Linked DNA regions of Gossypium hirsutum: all the other regions are linked to region 2. A link is a contact called in public Hi-C data. All regions are on one chromosome and are shown on one strand. Each heading gives the region's core, a stretch centred on a gene start, on an enhancer-like site or on the middle of the called end of the contact. The rest is flanking DNA. Distances are from core to core; before and after follow the strand shown.

Region 1 (2,700 bases), core at 71-2,570, 650 kb before region 2:
GTGTTACATCATGAGCGAGGTGGGATGAGGGTGTTAGTTAGAGCAAATGAGTTGGTCAAGTTAGTTGGGCTGATTAGGTCGATGGGGGCATTGCTCTGGGATTGTGAAGTCATGTTGTCCATGTTCACCACATTAACTGTTGATACAATAGTACAAGGAAGAGGACTGGAATATGATATGATGGTTGTCACGATAGTCGATTTACCTACTATGGGCGAAGAGTTAGAGGTTACAAGGAGTAGAGAAAAGAAGAGTGTGGAGGCTAAGTGCTGAAGATAGCTTGGTATAGTATAGGCTTGATATCTTTGGAGAGTCGATCCTTTCTTCATCGTTCCTAAAGGTATTTATATGCAGAGGTCCCTTGTAAGGTGATGTTAACATGTTGAACTTGCTATCTACCAATCATTACAGAATGTGTGAGGTGGATGTATTCGGTGGGATGAGGATATCTGTGATGGACAAGTCCTGTCATTCATTCTGACTTAACGGTATAAAGCAATTGAACCCACGTGGTATTTGGTGACCAACGACATCACATTCCTAATGAAAGCTTGATGGCCTGAACATCGGATGATTCATACTTGTCCAAATGATTGCAATAGGTGAAACATATGAATGTCCTTCCGATTGGTTGTTAATGGGTTTACTGCTCAAGCAGCCTTCTAACTTACCATACGTCCTTATTCGGATGGGCTATAACACACAATAACAAAACAATAATATTGCAATAAATGGTATGACCCCTATATATATATATATGACCAAGACTTTTATGTAAAATACAAGACAACCTTAGATGAAAGAAATAATACGACAAAAGGTGGTTTTATTGATAGATACATCATCATTTTTATAATATTAAAATTAGATTAAGACCCGTTATTAATTACAATAAATAATATTTTTTATATATATTCAATTTAGTTTAAATTTGGAATGAATTTTATTTAAAATTGAAATTAATTCTGTAAGGTATATATATTTTTACATGAATGTTTATTTTATTTTTTATCTGCTATCTAATATTTTGAAGTTTAATAATGAGTTTTATTGTAAAAACTATTATCTTTATCTTTCGAAAATTACAATTTTTGTTTACAAAAACGTAATTTCAAATTCAGTATAATAAAATGGAAAGCTAATAAGGTAACTACAAAATCGAGCCGTCAAATAAACACAAATAGGTCCACATCCTAAGAATCCAACGGTGGACGTAAAGCCCGTAATTTAACTCCATTTCATAACCACGGCGTAATCCGAGCAAAGCTTTGCTGTATTTTCCTTTTAAAGCCCACACACACCAAAAAAAAAGTAAAACATATTTTTATTATAATTTTTTAAACAGTATTTCAAAAAAAAAATTGAAAAAAAGGGAAAAAAAAAGAAACTCACTCATCACTTTCTCTCTTTTTCGCTCCCAAACAAACGAAAAAACCCTAACTTTCGCTCGAGTGTATGCACTTTTTCTCTCTTTAATCTTTATAGTTTGGTGTTATTTCGCGTGAGTTTCTTTTAGGTTTCCAGAATGGTGTGAAATCGAGGCCTTAGGTTTTAGATTTTTTTAAAGGATCTGTTTCTGTATATTTAGGTACATAATTCTTTTTGTTCTTAAAAAAAAAAAAGAGGCTATGGCGGCATCAGATAAAGAGCTGGAGTTACAATTAATGGAGGCTGGGAACATGCTCGTTGAACCACCTTCATCAGTTGATGAGCTCATTCCTCTCCTTGACGTATGCCCTAATTACTTTTTTTCTTCAGGCTTTAATTTTGTTTTATACTTCGCTCGTTTTTTTAATTATTAGACTTTTATTTATGTGATTTCATTATGCATGCGGTTTGAATTTTATCTTTGGTGTGATATCTTTTAAATTTCTGCTATTAAAGTTAGTTCTTTTTCTCCATTGTGATCTGCTTTTACCTCTTGTTCTAAAGTTTTCTTCTTTTGCATGTTATCACGTATTTAATTTTGCTTCTGGCATTACTGTTTTAAACTTGGGAAACTGTTTTTGATTTCTCTGTTCTTTTTTTTTTTGGTGTAGATATATTGATGTGTATGTTTGCGAATTTGCTAAATGACTGATATCATTGACGGGTTTGCTGTGCTAGATTTTGAATACTAGCACGTTAAATTTATTTGAATGCAAATTCTATACAGTAGTAAATGATGAAAATCCTTTGAACTTTTGTGTTTCTTTTAAATTCAAAAATGCGCGCGAGCAATGCTCGCGCACGCCCGCTTTTCTTGTCTATATGTGGCATAAAGGGATCCCATACCTGCCTTAAATTTTGTGAAATCCGAGAAACCGTTACAATAAAATTTATCCTTGATTTCTTAGTTAATTAAGCACTAGCCATGTTTGGTTACTATAATTTTACAACCAAGGTTAAATTTTTTTTACCCTCTTGAGATGGCATTGAAAGCGATGAAAGCTAATATGGAAAGCACGTGTAGATATTGTGCGAAAACCTTCCTATTAAGGAAAGAGTTTGCTGGGCTTGCTAGATTATGTTTTCATTGTATAAAACATAGATATTAATCAGAACATTCTTTGTTGCAAATATATTGTCTGTCCCCCCTCCCCTCCCCATCACACATGCAGCCCCTTAAAAGAATTGCAAATGGTAACATCATTAAAGCAGACTTTGGGATTCTGATAATCAGAAAAAACTTTGGTGCCATACACTGTTTAGACTAGGTCT
Region 2 (2,700 bases), core at 177-2,676:
CTCACTTATCTAATGTACAAGAGCTAATTTGCTCATTTTTTTAGTAGAAGAGCTTTTATGGTACTTTTACTGGTGTTATATCGATAATTGTGTTAGTAGTTAGTAAAAATTAAATTAAACCAAAATATCATGTGTAAAATTACACAAAATAGAAGTCCACATATAATAATGTACGTTGAACCAAAGTTCATTTGTAATTTTGCATTTTATCCCTTCTTTTATAAGAAAAAATTGATTGAACTCGTAAAATTTTAATGAGGCATGTAGTAACTTACATGACAGTTCACGCATACTTAATAAAACTTCATAAAAATTTTAAAAGAACCATCTACATCAACAATAAAGTAAACATAAATTGTAATACGGTATACACAAGATACCATGTCAACACCGTTTAAGTTTTTAATAGTCCAGTGAGTTTTGTTTTAACAAAAAGTAATATAACTGACGATTGAAGATCGAGGAATAAAGTAATTTTAAAAGAGAAAAAAGGGGTTAAAAACCAAAGTGATAAAAGAATAGGAGGTAAGATTGTAATTATGCCAAACAAGTAACTACACCCAAACAAACCGATTTTCATTAACATTTATCATTCATATGACGATTATGAACAATGTACAAAAAGAATGGTCTTACTCAACAATTCAGGGCAAATAAACTTATAAACCAATGTAATGGTAAAATTTCTTTTTGACCCCCTCAAAAAAATTATATTAAATTTAAGCCCCCAACCTCTCTCTCTCTACCCTTTGTTGATCCCACATGGAGCTGCAAATCTAGCAGAGAAATCAAGGAAAGCAGCATCAGCTTCTCTATGGATCCCTTCATCGAAATTGAGTTCATAGCTCTGAATATCATACTGCATCTTCATCGTCGACCTCCTTTTTTTGTTGGCTCCATAAACGCTGAACCTTCGTATGAAATTCTTCCACTTGGGCCCTGCCAATACCTCCGATACCTCTTTCAGTTCCTTGGCTTTCCTCTTCAACCAGCTTTCTTTTGCCTCTTCTTGTTGCAGCAAGTACCCCTGCCCTTGGAGCCGGAACCGCCACCGGAAAAGTCCCCGGAAACAACCGCAGCCGAAGGACGAATCCGGGTCTTCGAAATCTTGGGAGTAGTCTTCGTTTCCGTCGTTTCTTAATGGCCAGGTTTCTTTGGCGTGGGTTGGTTTTTCTTGTGGTGCGGCGGCCATGGGAGGATGATTTTTGAGAGCAAAGAGGAATGCAGGGATTATAAAAAGAAACATCCAAAGCCACAAAAACCGGCATTTGCCGTCCAATTTACAGCTCACTTGCTTTTAAGCCAATGCGGATCCAGCTGCTACTTGACCGTTAAAAGGGGCCAGAGCCTAATCTTTATTTTAATTTGTCCTTATGTCAATTAATTTCTTGCTGTTGGGATGACTTTAAATAAATTTGTATTCTTTCTCATAACATCCTTAATTTGCTTTTTGGAATCAGACTATAGTGATGGATGGATTTTTTGGATCAAAAATCCATTTACATACAAAAATAAATAAATTTATTCAATAAAAAAACAAAATATGAGATTAAAAGTAATTCAACCGATTTATAATGTTTTTATTGTTTATTTTATTATTATTGAATCCATGACTAGTTTGACAGTTAATATAGTTTTTGAAACGTTTATACCAACCACTCACCTACTATGTTTTTCTTTCAAAAATCATCTTAGATTTCAATTAAAATATATGAACTGGAGACCTTGCTAGAAGGAAATCGAATATCCAACTGTTGCTGCAAATCATTGGTTTTGTGTATTATATGGTTTGTTTGTTTGCATCAACTGAATAATTAATTTAATATTAAATTTATCATTTACATGTTCTATTATAGAAATATAATTAGGAGAAAATGTAATAAGGTAGACATTTTAGGTTAGAGATATTTATGAATAATTTAGAAATTAATATATAGATCTTTTTCTTCTTTTATTTCTTTTTTTTGTTTTGTTTTGTCTAGCGCACGCCTTTTTCTCCCTCTCACAATTTTTTTTATTTTTTTTTCATTCATTCGGTGAGTTTTCTCTCTTTTTAATTTGCAGATATATTTTGCGAGTATTTTTTGCCATCTTTACAAATAGTGATGAATAGATGATGGTGTTTATCGTTGCTGAAACTCCACTATCCACCAGCAATTTCTTTGCCATCAACTTCTTAATCTGTTTCTTTTTTTAGAGTATTTCAGAATAACCTATAGTGTCTTTTAAGTTTTATATGTTTTTTTATTTGTTTTATATTGTTTAGTAAGTTTTCGTTTTTTTGAAGTTTTTTTTTTCTGCTCTTGTAACTCTTTTTTGGTGTTGCTTGTGTATAAAGTCTTATTTATGGATTTAGTCTTGTTTTTGTAAGTGATTTTAGGGATGATTTTGCATGTTTTTCAAAAAAGCATACACCTATTGCTTTGGACTATTCGGGGCTGATTTTCTTATTACATTAAGTAATTGCAATCACTCTAGATATATTGTGCTTAAGTTGTTACAAAGTCAATTGTCAATATACCATAATGTTTTATTGATGCTGAAGTATTTATTGTGCTGATAGAGCTCGTCTTTCACTGCCTATGATGAATATTTTTTTTTCTTCGAATTGTATAGTCCCATTCATAGAATAAATTAATGAACTTCCTTCTAATATATATATATATAATATCTGGAGAATATTCATTTCGTGAATGGAAC
Region 3 (2,700 bases), core at 165-2,664, 670 kb before region 2:
GTAATTCGAGCGTTCAATTAAGTCCTTCAAACTTTATTTATTTGCGAATTTACCCCGGATCTTTACTGGCGATCCAATTTAGTCCAATTTCATATTTTCTTTAAAAATCAATATTTTTGACAATGCAATTGTATTCTTTTAATTTTTATTTTATAATTCTCATATGCAATTATTATTTTTTTATATGTATATTTAAGCATGTATTTATGTTTTTTATACTAAAATTTTCGCATACTTATATTTTATATACACATGTTTAATTTATTTAATTAATTTTAATATTATATTAATTGTTTAAAACTTATATATTTTTTTATGTGTACAGGTATATTTTTTTATTCGCTTATTAATTTATGTTTGCATATTTTTATTATTATCTTACCTATGTATTTGATATTTTGCACATCATTATTTTGTTTATTTATTTATTTATTCATATTATTTCTATGAAATTGTTATATTTATTATTGATATTTGTTTAAGGGGCATTCATTCACATATTCAACATAACATTACTCTATCTCTTATTTAATTTTACAATAAAACGCTTCAAAATAGAGGTAATCCTCGTATTTAGGATTTTTCAAGGAAATTGAGCCCTAACGTATTGGGTTCCGATTTTTTTGAAAATCTAACAATCGAGGATTTCTCTTTAATCAAAAAAAAATAAGAACTCATTATTGGGAATTCAACACGTTGTGTCCTAACGTATTGGATGTGACGCATTGATTTCTCGAAATGAATATTTTTTTAAAAAAATAATAAAGGAAATATTCTGAGTTTGGGATTTTAGAGGAATTGTGCCCTAACGTATTGGGCCGCGATTTCTTAAATCTTGAATAAATGGATATTCTTTTACATTTTTTATTGCACTAGTATTTTGCCGTAATTCATTTTTGGGAAAAATTAGAATGTCGTGCCCTAACGTATTGGGTGTGGTTTTTTATTTCTCTGAAATGATAAGGGTCTTAATACGTAACGTTTTAAGTTTTTGCTAAGGATTACGATTTTCAAATTTTCGACATTAAGACATTAATTAATTAACTAGGTACCAATTTTTGGGCGTAATGAGGGTGCTAATCCTTCCTCATACGTAACCGACTCCCGGACCCGTTTTTCTAAAATTTGTAGACCAAAGTCATTTTTAGGTGACCCAATCACACCTCAATAAAAGATTGGTGGCGACTCCCAACTTTCATTTTTTTTAAATCGACAACCTAAAATTTTTGTTTTTCAAAAGGACGGTTTCGACAACTTTAATATAAGTTTTTAAGATTCAGTGATCAACACTTAATTTAAACCACGACTAAAATCGTCATTATTTTTTAATAAGGAAGGAATTAAAATTTAGAGATTAAATTTTAATTTTAACAAAGTAGAGCGAATAACTTAAAGTAGACCAATGGAAAAATTGTAAGGAAAATCCCAACTCTTCTACAACTTTCTATTCCTTTCGCGCACATAGAGAATTCAAAGCCCGTCTTAACACCACCACCAACCCCCCCCCCCCGGCAAAAGAAAAAAAAACAGTTCCAATACAAGAAAAAACCCAAACTAAATTTCAAAATCTCCCATTTTATCCTCAAAAATGGCCTCAAGAAGGCTAACAAGGTCCGCTTTTTCGGCCATTAAAGTATCAAAAGCCTCAATTCCCTACCTGTTTCGCGCTCGCGCCATCTCCGCCGCTGCTTGTACTTTGCGTAATTCCCTCATTTCGCCTCACCGGTCTCAAAATTTCAACGCAGTGGCGGCGAACAACGGCGGCTTCTTCTCTCTCACTCGCAGCTATCACTCTTCCCCTCCACGTTACTCTTCTGCCACTAGCCCTGCGCAGGTTTATATATTGTTTTTTGAACTTTTCATTTCTAATTATGAATTTCATTTCGGTTTTATTTACTTTGAGAGACACTCGAGTAATTGAACTGTTCTGTTTGTGTGTGTTTTTTTTAGCAAACTTTAGCTAAGGAAGGCATTTGGATTCAATTTCTGTGTATGTGTGTATAATTGTTTGCTTTCTTCATTTTAGTTTGGCTTAGAATAAGCACTTGGTTATCAATAATGTTAATTTTGCCGGCTTGATTTGACTTTATTGATCAATTACATTGTAGCGTCTTAACCATTGTTATGCTCATGTTAGCTATATCTGTATTCTTGGATATTTTCTTGTCGCAACAACCGATCAGAGTACAAATTTTATGAAATTTGGCTCAATTACATTGCAGTGGTTTCACCGTTGACATGCTCGTGTTAACTCTCTTTGTGTTCTCCGATATCAGATCAACCAATCAGAGTACAAGTTTTATGATATTTGGTTCGATTACATTGTAGTGGAATTATTGTTGTTATGCTCGTGTTAACTCTCTTTGTTTCCTTGGATATTTCTCATCAGATCAACCAATCAGATTACACTGATATGGCCTGGGAGGGCCTTGTTGGGGCTGTTCAAGCAGCAAAGGATAGCAAACAGCAAATGGTGGAATCTGAACACTTAATGAAAGCTCTTTTAGAACAAAAGGATGGGTTGGCTAGAAGGATTTTCACAAAAGCAGGGCTTGACAACACTTCTGTTCTGCAGGCTACCGATGACTTTATATCGAAGCAGCCTAAAGTATGTATTTTAATTGGTTATGTTTACTTCGTGAGTTTGCTTCAATGCTTTATTCTTTTTATATGATATTCGTGATATAGGGGGCGTTTATT

What was found. Hi-C and Micro-C count contacts between places; a contact is called where the count stands out from the background.
Region 1: a contact with region 2 is called in a Hi-C map of leaf, with 2.4 times the contacts expected there. The contact joins the promoter of LOC107901619 here to the promoter of LOC121218328 in region 2. A contact is called at or near these places in 5 of 34 Hi-C or Micro-C datasets (callus and leaf).
Region 3: a contact with region 2 is called in a Hi-C map of leaf, with 2.0 times the contacts expected there. The contact joins the promoter of LOC107901621 here to the promoter of LOC121218328 in region 2. A contact is called at or near these places in 3 of 34 Hi-C or Micro-C datasets (all in leaf).

Annotation. Positions count from the first base shown.
Region 1 is chrD06:24,634,031-24,636,730 of Gossypium_hirsutum_v2.1, reverse strand. LOC107901619 (nucleolar and coiled-body phosphoprotein 1) reads left to right here and starts at 1,320. Exons shown (of 15, transcript XM_041095420.1): 1 at 1,320-1,453; 2 at 1,589-1,730. The coding sequence starts at 1,629.
Region 2 is chrD06:23,984,114-23,986,813 of Gossypium_hirsutum_v2.1, reverse strand. It overlaps LOC121218328, which reads right to left and starts at 1,426. Exons shown (of 1, transcript XM_041095417.1): 1 at 552-1,426. The coding sequence starts at 1,246. The coding sequence ends at 743.
Region 3 is chrD06:24,657,922-24,660,621 of Gossypium_hirsutum_v2.1, reverse strand. LOC107901621 (chaperone protein ClpB3, mitochondrial) reads left to right here and starts at 1,414. Exons shown (of 10, transcript XM_016827699.2): 1 at 1,414-1,834; 2 at 2,390-2,608. The coding sequence starts at 1,589.